Linked DNA regions of Capra hircus: region 1 is linked to region 2. The links are chromatin contacts, called in public Hi-C maps. All regions are on one chromosome and are shown on one strand. Each heading gives the region's core, a stretch centred on a gene start, on an enhancer-like site or on the middle of the called end of the contact. The rest is flanking DNA. Distances are from core to core; before and after follow the strand shown. Region 1 has its middle 27 kb from the start of C2H2orf47. Region 2 overlaps SPATS2L (SPATS2-like protein).

What was found. A called contact is a pair of places that touch in the nucleus more often than the background predicts.
Region 1: a contact with region 2 is called in a Hi-C map of blood, with 10 times the contacts expected there. The contact joins two enhancer-like sites. A contact is called at or near these places in 3 of 5 Hi-C or Micro-C datasets (blood and liver).

What each region holds. Positions count from the first base shown.
Region 1 is chr2:47,373,651-47,377,531 of ARS1.2, forward strand. No RefSeq gene overlaps it. Among named protein-coding and RNA genes, the nearest start is that of C2H2orf47, 27 kb to the right of the region's middle. Within about 2 kb of position 1,616, at least 2 of the 5 cell types and tissues checked have an H3K27ac peak or open chromatin away from gene starts, as enhancers often do.
Region 2 is chr2:46,919,681-46,923,459 of ARS1.2, forward strand. It overlaps SPATS2L (SPATS2-like protein), which reads right to left. Exons shown (of 13, transcript XM_018061185.1): 11 at 2,793-2,895. Among named protein-coding and RNA genes, the nearest start is that of KCTD18, 38 kb to the left of the region's middle. Within about 2 kb of position 1,426, at least 1 of the 5 cell types and tissues checked has an H3K27ac peak or open chromatin away from gene starts, as enhancers often do.

The DNA.
Region 1 (3,881 bases), core at 366-2,865, 450 kb after region 2:
AAATCAGCAACTGCACAGCACTTGGTCAGCAAAGAAGGGGATTTATGAGAGAATTTCATTGAGATGTTAAGGGAAAATCTAAAGGGATTACCAATGATAATGCAACAAGGCTGCTTAACTTTGTAAGACCAGGGTCTGCAAATTCAGGTCAATAAAAAAAAGAAATTAAAAATATTTTTCTTGTTTGTTCGTTGGGGGAGGGTTCGGGGTTTTTGAGGAGGGAAGAGGAGTCTTGAGGAATATTGAATGGGAAAGAGAAATTGTCAGAGCTGTGGAAAGGATAAAGAAAGAAGAGTATGCATTTTACAGCATCTTGTAAATGACAATATAAACTAGAGAAACAAACATTTTTCTCCTTGAGTCCACCCTTAGTTTTAAACTTCCCCTCATGGACCTACCTCATAAGTGAATTTTGTATAATCTTGCTCTTCGATGTAGAAAGCAACTTGTTTAACTGTAATAGAGAATCTGGGTCACATAGCTCAGACCTCTCAATGTCCTTTCTGGCTTTTTGCTTTTGTTATTTCAAGTCCAAGTGCTCCGCCAAGATTCAGCCCAAATTCCATCTTCTCTGGAAAGCCTTTGCTGGCGTCTTCATTTAAAGTGATTTCTTCCTGTTCTGAACTCTTCCACCATGTCTTTCACATTCATCTACTGTCCCATTACTGTATACTTAGCATAAGTTATGTCAAGAGCAAAGAAAAAAATGAAAGAACTAAAAGATAAGTATGTAATTTTGAGTGATGAAAAGAAGCACGAACAGATTAAAATTAGAGAATTGAGATCTAATCCTAATTAAGATTTTAAAATGGAAGAGATTGATTTTCTTAGAAAAGAAAGGACTTTTAAATGTTAATATATGGTTATATTTATGCTATATTATTTCATTATGCTTTAAGTGATCATACTGTACAATAGATGAGTGTGTGTGTGTATATATATATATATATATATATGTATGTATGTAAATGCATTTTTTAAAGTTCTAGGGCGACAGACACCTGTTAATAATTCTATTTTCCTCTAGGGAATGAAGTAACTAAGTGATTGAGTAAACCTGAAGTAGATCTAATTTATGTCACCACATCCAGGATGGGGTGTGAAAAGAGAAAGAGAGGAGATGTTTAAGGACGTTTGACTTGACTCTATTTGTGGATTATTTTTATATTCACATTCATAAATATGAATATGCATATTCATGTGTGTATCAGCCAGAGTCTCAGTCAGAAGAACTAAATCACCCCAATTATCCTAACAGTGAGACTTTCATATAAAGAATTTAAACTAGGTATTAAAGAATGGAAAAAGTAAAAGAGGGACTCTGAAATATCACAGGAGTAATAGTTGTACAAAGCAGCCAGCACCTAGGGCTGGGGAACTGAGAGGAGGTTGGGATTGTTAGGTTTTAAGAGTTTGGAAGGGAGTTTAGCTGGTGCTACTGCCTCAGGACCGCAGAAGACAAAGTCAGATCTCTGACAAGTGGGTATCTGCAAAGACTGGGACAAGTGCAAACTGCAATCAACCGCCTCTGGGGAGGGGTTCCGGTGAAGGGCCACTGCTGGGCAACACCCGCAGGAACAGGAGGCAAACAGGAAGCAGCTAGCTCTTCCTCTTCCTTCCACCTTTCTGTCTCCCTCTGGCGCCCCCTCATGGAGACAAGTGGCTGAGATTGTTTCTCGGTCTCAGGGCATGTGCCTAGCTTTTTAATGAACCTATTTACAGTTTATCGATTAAGCTGTGCTGCAAACTCTGATCCTGGGGGATGAAATAAACAATTCAGCTCTATCATAATCATAGGAATCAGAAATGGCCTCAAAGAGGTTATAAATGGACCCTCTGCTTACACAAAACCAGTTTCCTTGGAGAGGAACATTAGTTTGGTAGAGCACACACAGCTAGGAGCCAACATTTTTTAAATTCTTTTTTTGGCTCTGCTACTGAGTGGGCAGTCTTATATAAACCACATAATCTCTTTAAAAATAACAATAATAAAAATTAATTCCTGAATGGTACTCACCATGTGTCAGGCACTAAGTGTTTTATGTATATTAATTAATTTAATCCTTGCAACAATTCTATGAGAAAAGGGACTTTAGTTACTTCACCCAAGGTCACAAAATAGTGAGGAAAAGACCAGAGACTGAACCCAGCAGCCTGATATACAAATTTTCTCTTTATTACCAAGCATTGCTGCCTCTCAAACATTCATATTACATGCCAGACACAACTCTACATTCTTAAAATAGAGAAAAACCTTCTGAAGTAAGGACTGTCACCCTCAATTTACATATGAGAATAATGAATCCAGGGGGCTCTCTGGCCTCCATTTCTCTGTCTGTCAAATGGGTAGGTTGACAAATGATTAGGGACATTGATCCCAGTTTCTGCAGACACTGGGATTCTATAATTAAAGAGCTCAAGGGTTCTGGCTAAAACCTAACTAGAAAAACTCATTTTTCACATTTGCAGACCCCCTGATCTCACAAGTTTAATAATAGCCCACTCATGTACACACAGAAGTACAAAAATTGCCAACTCAACACAGCTTATTATTCTCCATCATCTATTCTCTAGGAATTAGATGGGAAATAAAAGGGAGGGAATCAAAAATCATTTAGGGTAACACATTGCTTGGTTTCAGCAATTAGCTCCAAAATCACATCCACATTAACTGTGTTAAATTGGGAAAGGGATGACACACACTTTTTATTACTTTTCTTTTCCTCATTTTTAAAAATATTCTGTTTGACTTTTAGACTCTCAGTCCACCACAAGCCTTTGAGAAAGGTTAGTATTTTCACAGCAGAAAGGTTCAAAACCCAGGGAAGCTTGCCTGAGGACACCTACCTGGTTAGAACTGAACTGGGATTTGAACTTGTGATGAGTTTTACCTAAAGTGACAGTATCAGGACTGTTAAGACTGAAATTGACCTTGTCTTCAAAATCCTATTTTTTTTAAAAATAAAAACTTTCCTGTCAGTGTATATAACAAGCCAAGGGATGGACATTGATAAACTCCCAGCTGAGTCAGCTGAGTGACCTGACCTTAGTGAATCCCTGTCAGCATCACTGTAGCAAGTCACAGACCAGCCACGTACCATGCTGACACCATCCAGGGTCCACAGGTATCTAATGTCTCTAGGAACTTCACACCACACTACAGAGCCTGGTATGTAGAATATGGCAAGATCTTTAAGAACCTTGGGAATTCAGTGATTTTTTTAATAAGGGAAGATACCTATCTTCTTAGAAATGTTTCTATGAAAAAAGTTGTGCATGTGGGCAAAATCAAGCCCCCTCTGCTCACCAACAGATGACTTTAGCCAACCCTTGTATGGTGCCACTTTTATCATAAAAAAAAGAAAAAATTCCTAATAGTCTTTTGGACCCTAATCTGGGAAATGAGGGTTTCCTGTCATAAGAAGAGATCTGCCACAGAGAGAGATTTGATTCCTTATTTAAACATCTGTAGAACCCCCTAAAATAGTTTAGATAGAAATGAAAATGATTGGAGAGAAAACCTCCTTGAGGGATGGTCCTGGAATGCAGTTTCCATGTGGTTTACTCCAAGAATAGTTAAGCAAAAAGAGGATGGAGAGCCGCTCCTACTTATCACCTTCCCTCCCCAGGTGGGGCAGAAGTTCCCTGGGAATCCTCTACTCCTGGTTACAGCACACCTCCCACAGCTGGTGCCCCAGGGCTGCCTCCAAACTGACAATGAATGACTGCAGTCAACCATCAAGGTCAACAGCTGATCGAATCCAACGCTACTGGAGGGAGGTTGGGAGGCTTCAGCCCTTTGTTACCTGGGGTTCAAATCCCAAGTCCTCCACTGACTGCAAATCTATGCAAGTATTTTTGAGCTTAAGTTTCTTCATTTG
Region 2 (3,779 bases), core at 176-2,675:
TGGTGGCTCAGATGGTAAAGAATCTGCTTGCAGTGCAGGAAACCCAGGTTCGATGCCTAGATTGGGAAGATCCCCTGGAGAAGGAAATGGCAACCCACTCCAGTGTTCTTGCCTGGAAAATCCCATGGACAGAGGAGCCTGGTGGGCTACAGTTTGTGGGGTCACAAAGAGCTGGACACAACTGAGCAACCAACACTCACTTGCTCACTTACTCACTCAGTAACCTGTTAGGAGATGAAAAGTTGGCAGGAACTTCATAAAAACCGTAAGGGAAGACTATTTTTTTTTTTTAAGATGTCTTTGAAGAAGCACTTAAGGGCTTGGAACCACAAAATGTCTTCTGTGGGAATCAGTGGATAGCATAATCATTCAAGCTGGGAGACATTTGTAGGAAAAGAGACAAATCTGAGCAACTTTAATATTGTTCTTTAGGTTGAGAACCACCTGGGAAAGAGGGATAATGAAGCCCCAAAGTACCCTCTCAGCCCTGTCCACAAACGTACTCTGCCCCTCGGGTTCCCCATTACCAAACTCATTCTTGCTGTTCTTGTCAGATCCCTAGACCAGTGGGCGCTGCAGAGATGAAAAGCAACCTAGGGGCACATCCACACTTGGCCGGTCAGAGCCACGGTGCTGGGAGCACGGGAATGGAGTGATGCTGGGTGTCAGGGATCTTGTCACCCCAACTTTAAGGCCAGGCCTGCCAGCCCAAAAGATGCATCTTCTCTCTTCCATTAGAGCTATATTATCATTTGTTATCAGCTCTAGAACCCCACTGCAAATCTGCAACTCCAATGCTAACGTCAACCCAGGCTCACCAGGCAGATTCCCAGCAGGGATCAGGCAGGTCTGTTCAGTGTTTGCTATCACCCCTCCCGCTGGTTTCTGAAAGGGCTGGTTTTGATGGGATGGTTTCTACGTGATAATGCTGAACTGGGGCTGGAGGGAATCAACTCAGGGATATATTCATGACCTTCCTGTCATAGTTCACCAGAATTTGACTGCCAGTCTGGACAGCAAGACCTTTACATCTTTAAAATGGTCACCAGTTTTGAAAAGCAATTTTCTCTACTACCTGTGTTGGCTTAGACTTAATCCCAGCATTCTTCCTGAGGATCTGGAGCGTGGGTAGGGATCACAGCACATTAGAAATGGAAAGGACACGGATGTATCTCCAGGCCCTTCATCTGACAGGTCAGGTGTGATGGCATGTTGGGGGTTGTCCAAACAGGACCAGGGGATTTTAGTGGCTCTTTGCTAACACTGTTCAGTTTTCTAGGGGTCATTATTAGGGTCATTTTCTAGGGTTCAGTAGCTGTGGGCTTCCAATGTGCTCTCAACAAAGCCCAGAAGTAAAGGGCCTTTTGAGGACCACTGTCTCCCAACACGGGAGGCTGGGTTCCAGTGTGGACACTTGGGATTTGGTGAGGGATGGTTCCTCCCACTAGGTGGCACTGGTGTGCTCTGGAGGAGAGCAGAGGACGCTGCACTGCCCTCCCCTCCTCAGATGGTGGGGTCACTTGGCATCAGGGGCTCACCGGTTATCAAGCTGAAGTGGAAACTAGTCTGCGTAAATTTCCAACTGTGAATCATATAGTCTGGCTTTTTTCTACAAAATCTTCGGATGGAGAATGGCAAATGGAGTAGATTCTTTCATAAAAGAGGAAGTATATAGAAAAAAAAGAAAATAATTTAAAAGAAAGACAGTCAGAAATTCAGATATTTGTCAAAGACAGGTGAACAAGGATGCTCACAGCAATGTTATTTTAACGGTGAGAAGATGGAAGCAACCTAAATGGCCACAATCCTGGGACTGTTTATGTCAATTATATTTAAGTAAATTATGGGTTAAAATATATTGACATGGAAAAATGTCAACCATATATTGTGAAATGATAAGAGCAAATTCTCTTACTATATATGTATGTCATGTAGTATAGTAAATAAGATGCAATATAATTAAATACACTGCATAATTTACACAATAGATTATATGTGCATAAAAGTATGAATGAGCCTCAAAAGTAATGTCATGTTCTATTTAATATAGCTGTGTAATTTTTAGATCAAGATTGTATTTTTTATACTCAGAGAAAAAATGCAATTTCCACTTTGAAAAAAAAAAAAGTGCAGTCAGACCTCCATTTCTTAGCTCACTATGAGGCTGTGGATATTCCATGTCCTTCATCTGCCCTTCCTACCTCCTTGTGACTGTCCTTGGAGCCACTTAATGCAGGTTCCCACATCCCTCAGTGGGTGGGCTGGAGCAGGGGGGAAAGAATCAGCCAATTTTGTTGCATGTTAACTGCTCTAATTAAGGGAGAGGCTAGGGAACTGCTAAGCAGTGCGTGTGTCACACACACACACACACACACACACACACACACACACACACACACACAGCTGGGCCTTTCATGACAATAGCCCATTGTTCCCAGACTTATTAGGGAGACTTGCTCTTCCCATAACAGGTCTCTGTAGAACCAGACTTTTGAAATCAGAGACACTTGATCCGGCAATGCTTAAGAAAAGTTTGCAAAAGGTATAAACTAGTTGACCTGTTTTGTTCTGCTTAATAAATCCTGGAGATTTACTGATGGGCAGTGGCATTTGAAGACTCGAAGTTCCGATCTTGACATTTTTAGTGACTCGTGTCATGACCTTAGATCATTAAACTTCTTTAGACCTCACTTTAGCCCCCTGGGGGACCACACACCTGACATTTCCCATATTGACTCCAACAGCGCCAGTCTTACTCACACAGAATTATTTAGCAAGTATGCAGAACTCACTTTCTCCGCAGAGCATGATTTGGGCCTTGAGCTGTTCAATGTCACAGGAGAACCGGGCAGCTTTCCCGAGCTCTTCATCATATTTACGCTCGCTGACAAAGTGCTGCGGGGAAGAGACAGAACCCCATGATGACAGAAATGACTGGGACATGCTGCTGATCCATTCTCTCAGTTCTCCCGCCCCTGCTGTCGGTGTGAGAGCACCACCAGGCGGGGAGCAGGGCGACCCTGTGCTGGGAGGTGCCTTTCAAGAGGGCTTGGCTTTGTCCTGGAGCACAATCACCTTCTTGTTCTTGGGAACTTGTGCAGGTCCTGTCTTTACCCTACCTGGGCTTAGACAAAACTGTGGTTCAGGCAAGATGAGTGTCTGGACTCATCTACTTAACCTTTCAGCACCCTATGCCCTCTTTCTGGCAGTTCCTGTCCTGTTGTAAGTTATGGGGTTGCCTTCTGGCCGTCTTACTAATCTGCCCAATGGCCTGCTCAGCTATCATTCCTCAAGAGAAAGTGTGTCAGCCTTCCTAGACATCGTCTCCATTTTTAATAGGGGACCAGGAAGTGGTAAAGAACCTGCCTGCCAATGCAGGAGTTATAAAGACATGGGTTCGATCCCTGGGTTGGGAAGATCCCCTGGAGGAGGGTGTGGCAACTCACTCCAGTATTCTTGCCTGGAGAATCCCACGGACAGAGGAACCTGGTGGGGTACAGTCCACAGGGTCGCAAAGAGTCAGACACGACTGAAACAACTTAGCACACTTCGTAAGTCCAAAAAGCCTTTAGTAACTAGAAACCATTATCTTGAATGGTAGAATTTCAAGTGCTGTTAAGGGAAGTGGGAAAGAGATTACTTTTCAGTTCATTTAAAATTAAGATCTATGTGCAGATGACAGAGGGAGAAATACAGAAATAACTATGACTCAGTCCCTCTGTGAGTTTAGCAGGGAGTTCACCATGTGGCAAGAGAGACAGATACCATAAAATAAAATA